2 separate regions of the Mus musculus genome follow, and region 2 is linked to region 1. The links are chromatin contacts, called in public HiChIP or PLAC-seq maps. All regions are on one chromosome and are shown on one strand. Each heading gives the region's core, a stretch centred on a gene start, on an enhancer-like site or on the middle of the called end of the contact. The rest is flanking DNA. Distances are from core to core; before and after follow the strand shown. Region 1 overlaps Septin2 (septin 2). Region 2 holds the start of Atg4b (autophagy related 4B, cysteine peptidase).

Region 1 (4,584 bases), core at 699-3,198:
AGAGAGAGAGAGAGAGAGAGAGAGAGAGAGAGAGAGAGAGAGAGAGAGAGAGAGAGAGTTAGTTCAGGACAGCCAGGACTACACAGAGAAACCCTGTCTTGAAAAACGAAAAAAAACAAAACAAAACAAAAAAAAAAACAAAAAAACAACGACAACAAAAAGAAAGAAAGATGACTTGGAAGGTCTCAGAAAGTAATATAAACACTGTTTAGAAAAGATCCAGAGTCAGCAAAGGAAATGTTGGTGCTAAAAATGAATGTTTTCTGGGGATTGTTGAAAATACCAACATTGAGGGGCTGGAGATGGCTCAGCAGTTCAGAATACTTGTTGCTCTTGCAGAAAACTAAGGTTCAATCTCTAGCGCCTTCATGATGGTTTATAACCATTTGGAACTTCAGTTCCAAGGGAACCAACCTCCAAAAGCACCAGGTAAATATGTGATCCACATACATACACTCATGGCAAAACACAGATTTAAAAACAAAAGGTCTTAAAATTAGCTGGTCAGTGGTGGCTCACACCTTTAATACCAGCACTTGGGAGGCAGAGGTAGATGAATTTCTGAGTTCGAGGTCAGCCTGGTCTATAGAGTGAGTTCCAGGACAGCCAGGGCTGTCCAGAGAAACCCTGTCTCCAAAAACAAAAAACAAACAAAAAAATCTTAAATTTTAAAAACAAAACAAAACAAAACATATTGGGACTAGTGAAATGGCTACTGGATACAAGCGCCAGCTGCCAAGCCTGATGATGACCTAAGCTCAGTACTGGAACCCATATGGTACAAGCAGAGAACCAACTACTCAAAGTTGTCTGAGACAAAGTAATTTATGAATTCATTTAAAAACAGAATATAAAAGTATTGGTGAAAAGGTTGTACATCTTTATTGTGGTTGACCTTATTCGTTCTTATCAACAAGTATTTATGTAGCCCAGTAGTAGAGCATTTGACTAGCATGCAAAAGGTCCCAGGTTTGAGAAGTACTGTAAAGCAAAACAAACATATTTGAGAATGCCAGTGTCTTATGCTGGGATAATCAGAGAATAGACAAACATATCCCTATCATAAATTTCTCTATATATAACACTTTAATTATATTTAAGTAACTTTAGATAATCCTGACAAGTGAACTTCTGGCGTCATGTATGCTGGGAAGGGCTCTACCATGGAGCTACATTCTCACTCTTGTATGTAGCTTTTTAAAGACATAGCTTTTCATCCAGCATACAATACAGATGGAAAACCAGGACATTTACTAGATAGCAAACTGAAATGAAAGTTAGTTACATAGATACACAGATAAGTATAGAACAAAGTCTACAACCAAGATCTCAGGACCTCAGATGCAGCACACTTTTCCTTCTTTTGTTGACAGTTTACAAAACACAAAGTAATTAAGCAAAACACACATCTAAGACCTAAGATATCAGGTATATATTCTAGAAATGTTCAAGTAAAATAATACTTAACAATTATATAGAAATATTTACCTGCAGCTCCAGGAATAATTCTTTCTGGGTAGAGATCAGTCAGGAATAAGCTGTTTATGAGAGTTGATTTTCCTAGACCAGATTCACCTTAAATGAAGATGAAAATACTATCATGTCATGATCTTTCCCATATTAACTGTTAAACCTGGAATGTTTACCACCACGTGTGTGTCACAAAAAGGAATGGGGAAGCTGAAGGAAGGCGAGCAACTTCCTCAAAGTCAAACAACAAGAACCTAATCTGAATCCAAATCCAGGGGATTGTAGAATTTGTTAATGGCATGATCATAAACAATTTTTATCTCTCCACAGGTTTCTAGAACATACTTTCGAATTTTGCTGTTGCTGTTCTTTAGAATAATCATTGGTTTTTATTACTTAAGGAGCTTCATATTTATTTAGCTTTCTGACTCTGTACTTGTGTCTTCAACACTTTCCTAACAATTTTCTGCCTTTCAATAAGGAAGCACAGTAGATCCTGTCATGGACACAGCGAAACCACATGGTGGGTCCTGCTGACATGCTTCTTTATGTTGGATAATCCCATAAAGCTTTAAGTCTTAAAAGCACACACCACTGACGTTAGTACTTCTCCAAACTTCTTGGTATACTGGTAAACCATTGGCAGGGGTTCGAGATGGCCTAGTTTTGTTTGAGACTGTCTTATAGAAAAGCCTATAATGGTGTGTCAGACACTGGACCATGCTATGTGCCTATAAGCACCAACCCTGGAAGAGTGATTTTGTTGTTTTTGAGACAGGGTCTTACTATGTAACTCAGGTCCTCTGAGTGAGCAGTGTGCACTCTTAGTGGTTGAGCCATTTCTTCAGCTTCAAGGTAATTGTTTTTTATTTAAAAAAACAAACAGATTTACATTAAATTATGAATGCGTGTGGTTGGGGCTGACGGCTAGACAAGTGAGTACAAGTGCCTGAGGAGACCAGAGGAGTTGGCTCCAGAGGAGCTGGAATTCAAGGCAGTCAGGAGCTACCTGACAAAAATGCTGGGAACTGAAGTCAGGTCCTGTGTAAGAACAGCAAGTTCTCATAATACCTGGGCCATCCCTCCAACCACCATAAAGAATAGTTAATGAAGTGTTTTTTTTTCCTATTGCGGTAACCGTTCATGTCCTTTGAAATGTTTTTAGCTGTCATAAAATTATGTTTACTTTCTTCTAAAAAAATTTTTTTTTACTTTAGGTGTAGGATATATTTCAAGTTAATTTGCAAGTACAATTTGCAAACTAGCCTACATGTACCCCATGGAGGACAGTCTTTGTTCAAAACATCCCAACTGTATAATTTTGCTTTTGGGGTCTCAGTTAAAAAAAAAAAATCCAAAATTCTGTTTTTATTTTTGTTTTAACAGTATACTGGATAGTTTGACTACACTGTAAATGGTCAAATTTCTCTTTCTCCTCCTCTGTCAAGGTCTCATTATGTAGCCCAGGCTTGTCTCCACCTTAGATCCATCCCTCTTCTACAAGCTTCCAAGCACTGGTTTACAGACATGCAGGATCACACTTTTTGATGTCTTTAATAAGGGATATTTCTGACTTAGTAAGTATTTAAGCAGTTTGATTCTCCAAGGCTTGTTCATAACTTTTTTTTTTAAAAGACTTATTTATTATATATAAGTACACTGTAGCTGTCTTCAGACACTTCAGAAAAGGAAGTCAGATCTAATTACGGATGGTTGTGAGCCACCATGTGGTTGCTGGGATTTGAACTCAGGACCTTTGGAACAACAGTCAGTGCTCTTAACCACTGAGCCATCTCTCCAGCCCCTTGTTCATAACTTTTTAGGGATAAATAACAACATTTTATGTCTACTTTAGCCCTGTAGACCCTACTAAGTGCCCTGAGTGTTTAATGAGTTTTCTTTGAATGGCTGGAATTCAAATGTTTCCAACCACATTTCTAGCCCTGTATAGTCTCCCTGAATTATATACAGTCAGAGAGTGAACATACTGATTGTTTTTTGAATGCTATGTATCAAATAATAATGTGACAAGAGTACACTGGTCTTTTCTACCAAGAACTTAATTTTACATTATTTTTATTTTATTTTAATTATGTAAATATACTCCAAAATATGTTGGAACCTATCTTCATTTTAGATCTGTGAACTATTAATTCTAAGGATTAATCAAGTCTTACTTGGTCATAACAACCATTAAGCTTTTCAAATGCTCAGTTTTGAAATTTAGCAACTGTAAAAAACTAACTAAATGTAATATGGTTAACAGAGTAACAAACAGCTCATCATTAGAGCCAGGTGTGGTGACTCACGCATTGAACAACATACAAGGTAGTGGGTATCTCTGTATGTATGCATATCCCTGTAAGTTTGAGAGCAGCCTACTCTACATAGCTGGTTCTAGGTCAGCCAGGGCTACATAGTGAAACACTGTTTAAAACAAACAAACAAACAAACAAACAAACAATAGCAAAAACAATAAAAACCCCACCAGCAGTCATCATTAAGCGTCTACTGGCATGCTAAAACCCAATACACGGTAGGATCAATAACAACAGAAATACATTCAAGCAACCACTCAATTTCAAAGTACTTCCACTAGAGTTTTATAAATTACTAATTTTTAAGTGAAAATTAAACACAATACTAACTAAATGATTAACTAGTCATCTTTACTATGTAACAATTCTGCAAATTCACCTTTAACAATACCTTACAAACTTGGGTTGTCACTAAAATTGACAGTGTCTATTTTTGTTGTTGTTTTGACACAAGATCTATGTAGTCCTGGTTGTCCCAGAGCTCACTATGTAGACCAACCAGGCTGGCTTCAAACTCACTGAGATCTTCCTGCCTCTGCCTCACAAGTGCTGAAATTAAAGGTATGCAACCACCACGCCCAGCCTTTGACATCTGGTTTGGATAGTGGCCAGTGTCAGCAGGGATAGCAGACATGCACAGGAAGCCTAACTGGGACTGGAGGATGTTCTGAAGTAGGTCATCTACAAGGCTATTGGCAGGCTCAGTTCCCTGCCTTTATAAAGTCATGACAATTAGCTTCCTCTAGTATCTTTTATGACCTAGTCTTGAAAGTCACATCATTTCTACAACATCCAT
Region 2 (4,584 bases), core at 937-3,436, 260 kb before region 1:
AGTTAGTTCTCTAACCACTGAACCATCTCTCCAGTCCTCCAGCTCACTGAACTCCTGGGGCATGAACCTCCATGCCACTTTGTTTTTGGTTTAGTTTTTGGTTTAGTCTCGACAAGAATGTACTTTCACAGAGCATGGGGTAGGTGTACTTAAGATGGGATGGAGGGGAGTAGGGGAAGGGGAAAATAATGAATTATCCAAAAAAACCTTTAAATATGCTTCCAAAGTGAGATTTGTTTTTGTCCATCCTGCTACAGTTCCAGTCACCTATAACCTAGCCCACATCACTCTCCCATATAAGCACCATCCAGGCCTATATACTTCTGGTCTCCTGTAGAGAATGTCAGGGGCCTCAGACAGCATTTCTTTTCCTTTGTCCATTTTTCTAGTCCAATGTCTAGATTGAAACTCCTGATACCCAATAACAAATGTAGTTTATAAAAAGATCAAGGTAGGTAGGGCAGGATGGCTCACACTTTTTAAGTCCAGCACTTCAAGGCCAGCCTGATCTACATCCTGAGTTCTAGTACAGTGAGGGTTTTGTGGAGAGATACTGCTGAGAGAGAAAGAGAGAGAAAACACACAAACACAGCACACACAATTATAAGAATAACCAGAAGCAACATTACAAGGGTGGTGGGAGATCAGAAGGTAGATCATAAAATGCCACCCAGAATTATATCAGGAGAAAAATTGCACCATCATACTGTATTTAAAAAAAAGTGTTTTATCACCATTAACACAAGTCTTCAAACACAGATGTCTTTTGAGTTTGATCTCACAGCAGCATTAAACACCCACTTAATTTCAGCATTGGGGATGTACAAGCAAGCAGATATATTTCTGTGAGTCTTGGGTCAGCATGGTCTACATATTAGACAAGACTAAACAGTGAGGCCTTGTCTTTAAAAAAAAAAGTGGGGGAGAGGATAATTAAGTAATTCAATGTATTATCCCATTCCACACCTCCAAGAGGCACTGTGGTGTGACAGCTTCAGTTATTCATTCTAAAAAAAAAAAAAAAATGAATTATCTTAAAAAAATATACACCTGGCTCATGCATCTTGGGGAGTCAACGTTCCTGCTTCCTCCAGCTACGGATGCCATAAACTGCTGAAATGTGTATTAACTGTAGGCATTACTCCCAAGTAAGAGCCGACTACTTCTCTAACACAGCTGTCAGAAGAAAACCATCAAAAGCAACGCCATTCAAGAAAAGTACAATGAAATCAGGTAGCAGGACTCCTTCACAAAGGAGTGGATTCTTGAAGGCAGGTCGCTCTTAAATTAAAAAAAGGAAAAAAGAAAAAGAAAACCAAAAAAAAAAAAAAAAACCCGCTAACGCTGCTGAGGGAATGAGAGAACCTCTGTTGGGGGTGGGGTGGGGTGGAATGGGGTGGGGTGGGTATTTTTAGGGCTATTAGCAAACAACTTATTTGATAGATTTGCATCTCCAAGACTTCTGGCCAACATAAACAAAGAACCGCACTCTCCAGCTTCAGAAGCAAGAGTCAGTTAAAAACAAACAAACAAACAAACAAACAAAACCCACCCACACTTAACCCAGTATTAGGACCTCAAGAAGTCAAAGTAGCATGTGACTGATCCGCTGTCAGAACAGGAGCGGGGCTCACCTACACAGGTTATTGAACTTCAAAGACAAAAGATGTGCATGTTGTGGTAGCTGGACCAGCGGCCAACAACTTGACAGAAGTTAAAGAGGTCGGCTCTTCAATGGACACCGCAAGGCCCACCCTCGCGGCGCACCGGTCCTCTCCGGGCACCAGGGTGCCCGCGTCCTGATGCGTCCCTCAGACTCCCTGCCCTCACGCCCGCAGCCGCGAGCCCACAGGCTGGGACGCTCCCCGAGGGCCGCGGCCGAGCGCCGGAGGCCGAGGCGCTGACGAGTGGCCCCGCGAACCCGGTACTGAGCGCTGCGGGGAGGCGCGGCCCGCCCAGCCCAACACACCGGCCTCCGCCCCAGCGGGCGGCCACGGGAGCCCGCCCGCGACAGGGCAGGCGTCCGCCCTCCTTACCTGCGTCCATCTTCCCTGTCCGGCTGCCGACTGACCGTGCCGTCGCTCCGACGGACTACTGCGCGACACGGCGACGGGAAGCCGCGGCAGCCAAGCGCGGCGCAGCGGAAGCGCGGGCGTCGCCATCTCGCCGTACGGCGGTGGGCACGCGGGGGGTGGGGCCTCGGCGCGTGTGGTTCCTAACCGGACGCGGCCGCCCCGCCCCCGGCCCGCGCCGCCGCTTCGGAACACCCGGGAGCCGGCCCGAGCTGCGCTCCTCCGGCGCCGCCATCTTTCCGTACAGACAGCCACCCGCGCATGTCTCGGTACGGACTCACCGCCCGCTGCGGCCGCGACGCCGGCGCCGTGGCCGGGCAGTCCGAGCGCAGCGTGGTGCGGGCGGCAGCGCGCAGCCATCTTGCCGTACGGCTCGGCCGCGGCCCACGTCCCGAGCTGTGTCGCCGCGCTCCCTCGGGGCGGGTCGGGCCAGCGGGCGGGCGGCAAGGATCGGAGCCTGGCGGCGCTCACGACCGAGGCCCGCAATGGTGATCTGCTGCGCGGCCGTGAACTGTTCCAACAGGCAGGGCAAGGGCGAGAAACGCGCTGTCTCCTTCCACAGGTACGCGGCCCGCCTCCGGGTCCGCCACGCCCCCGCCCTGGCCGGGGCCCGCGGGGAAACTGAGGCCGCGCGGCGGGCCGAGCTCCGGGGACCGGGAGTGGGGGGCCGGCTAACCGAGGGTAACTGTGGGAGGTGGACGGGTCGTGGAGCTTTATGACCTTGGCTTGGACCGCCGGCTTTGGGGACCAGCACGGCCATGCCTCGGGCAGAGCGGCCGGAGGCCCCCTCCGCCACCTCCACCAACGGGCGTCGCACTGATTTGGGCTGGCCCTGCCAATTTCAGGAGTATTCTGCAAGGGCGCCTTCTCAGGTTAATCCTGATCTTTGCTTTCGGGCAGTTCTCCACTCTTGCCTCGGCGGGGCAAGCCCGCCCGGAGGTGTGTGGCAGGAGTGCGGCCCGGCGCACGCAGCTCTACTTCCTGCATCCATAGCCCTCATCGCCTTCCTATGGGGTCCTGCGGCCCAGGCACTGGCACCGATCACCTCCCGCATCCTGCACTCTGGCAGAGGCCCGGGGGATGACCGTGGAAAGGGCTTTCCAGGGGGTTCTCGGTGGCCCTTGTGCGGGCCGCGCCTTCCAAAGGCTTTCGAGACTCCCTCAGTTGGTCCTCTCCTGTGATTTCCAACAGGAGTGAACAGCGAGCGAAGGGACTCTGCCTTGGAAGTCACTTCGCACATCCTGCCACCTCTTAGTACTTGGTGTTAAAATTTAAAGATGGGAATGGCACGTATCTGTTGAAAGTTCACAGGGTTACATTAAGTCTCCAGTCCTTAAGACCTGGTTCAAAACAAAACCTAGTAACGTTAAACAATCTTACAAGTCAACCAGAATGTTTCCGTAACAATTTCACATAGAACATGCCCCAGAAGTTTTGTTAACAGTTGAAAATGAGGCAGTGTTGCAAGGACTGATGTTGGCTTCCCCATGTTCTAACATGGTATATGGGTAGACAGTGCCCAAATTGGGGCGGGGAAACTCCAGAAATCTAGCTCACTAAACACTGATAAAGGTTATAAGATCACATTGCTTACAACGTCCAGATCCATCCTATTAAGGCCAGTCTTGGTCCACAGCAGGTTCCTCGAGACTGGAAAAGCTCAGGTGGAGCTCTGAGCACCTGAGAAAGCCTACCATGTGTAGTCAGTTTGGTCTCACAAATCTTGCCTTAAGTGACCATTAAATAGCTTCATTAGATGAGGGAAGAAATTACTAAGCATGTTATTGAACATCTAATTTTTTTTTCCCAGTTTTCCTCTTACGACGTAAAATACTACATAAAATTTACCATTTTTGTCTTTGGGGTGTTTTGGTGTGTGTGCACAGGCACGTGTCTGTGTGTGTGTTTTGAGACAATGTCTCATTGAATTGCCTTGTTGGCCTACATCGCATTGTTTTAGTCTGCTGGTCTTGTAGACGTCCTTCCTCTGCCTCCCAAGCTCGGGAAATACTGGCATGAGCCACCAAGAACAACTGGGTTTTTTGTTTGTTTGTTCTGGTCTTTTCAGAAATCTGCCTGCCTCTGCCTTCCAAGTGCTGGAATTAAAGGGGTGGGCCACCACCACCTGGCCTTGGATTGTTTGTTTGTTTTCTTTTGAGTCAGTGTCCCTTTCCATAGCCCTGATTGTTCTGGAACTCATTTGTAGACAGGCTGGACTTGAACTCTCCTGCCTTTGCCTCCCAACTGCTAGGATTAAAGGTTTACACTACCACCCTAACCTATGACTGACACATTCAGCATAACTTCCCAAAGGTTTACCCAGGCTCCTAAAGGAGGTTTTGCTGCCTACTAAGAGAAATACCTAGGCGAGACATACAAAGTACTCCTACCAGGGAGCCATGCTCCCTGCTCTTTTTTCTGTTCTGTTCTTTTCTTTTCTTTTTTGGTTTTTTTTTTTTTTTTTTTTTGGTTTTTCGAGACAGGGTTTCTCTGTATGGCCCTGGCTGTCCTG

The links. HiChIP or PLAC-seq counts read pairs in DNA pulled down with a chosen protein or histone mark.
Region 2: an H3K4me3 HiChIP or PLAC-seq map of bone marrow-derived macrophages shows a contact between it and region 1, with 2.1 times the contacts expected there. The contact joins the promoter of Atg4b here to the enhancer-like site in region 1. A contact is called at or near these places in 18 of 39 promoter capture datasets (the 3T3-L1 cell line, 3T3-L1-derived adipocytes, the C10 cell line and 12 more), 1 of 15 datasets of contacts at CTCF or cohesin (large pre-B cells), 8 of 484 Hi-C or Micro-C datasets (CD4 T cells, CD8 T cells, erythroblasts and 5 more), 19 of 115 datasets of contacts at active chromatin or transcription factors (the 230-238 cell line, CD8 T cells, bone marrow-derived macrophages and 10 more) and 3 of 9 other capture datasets (adipose tissue, liver and pancreatic islet).

The regions. Positions count from the first base shown.
Region 1 is chr1:93,492,570-93,497,153 of GRCm38.p6, reverse strand. Septin2 (septin 2) reads right to left here. Exons shown (of 13, transcript NM_010891.2): 4 at 1,489-1,575. Among named protein-coding and RNA genes, the nearest start is that of Septin2, 16 kb to the right of the region's middle. Within about 2 kb of position 1,948, at least 2 of the 459 cell types and tissues checked have an H3K27ac peak or open chromatin away from gene starts, as enhancers often do. A contact at or near this core is called in bone marrow-derived macrophages, where this site is marked.
Region 2 is chr1:93,752,507-93,757,090 of GRCm38.p6, reverse strand. Atg4b (autophagy related 4B, cysteine peptidase) reads right to left here and starts at 2,186. Exons shown (of 13, transcript NM_174874.4): 1 at 2,037-2,186. The coding sequence starts at 2,046. It overlaps Thap4 (THAP domain containing 4), which reads left to right and starts at 2,253. Exons shown (of 6, transcript NM_025920.3): 1 at 2,253-2,634. The coding sequence starts at 2,558.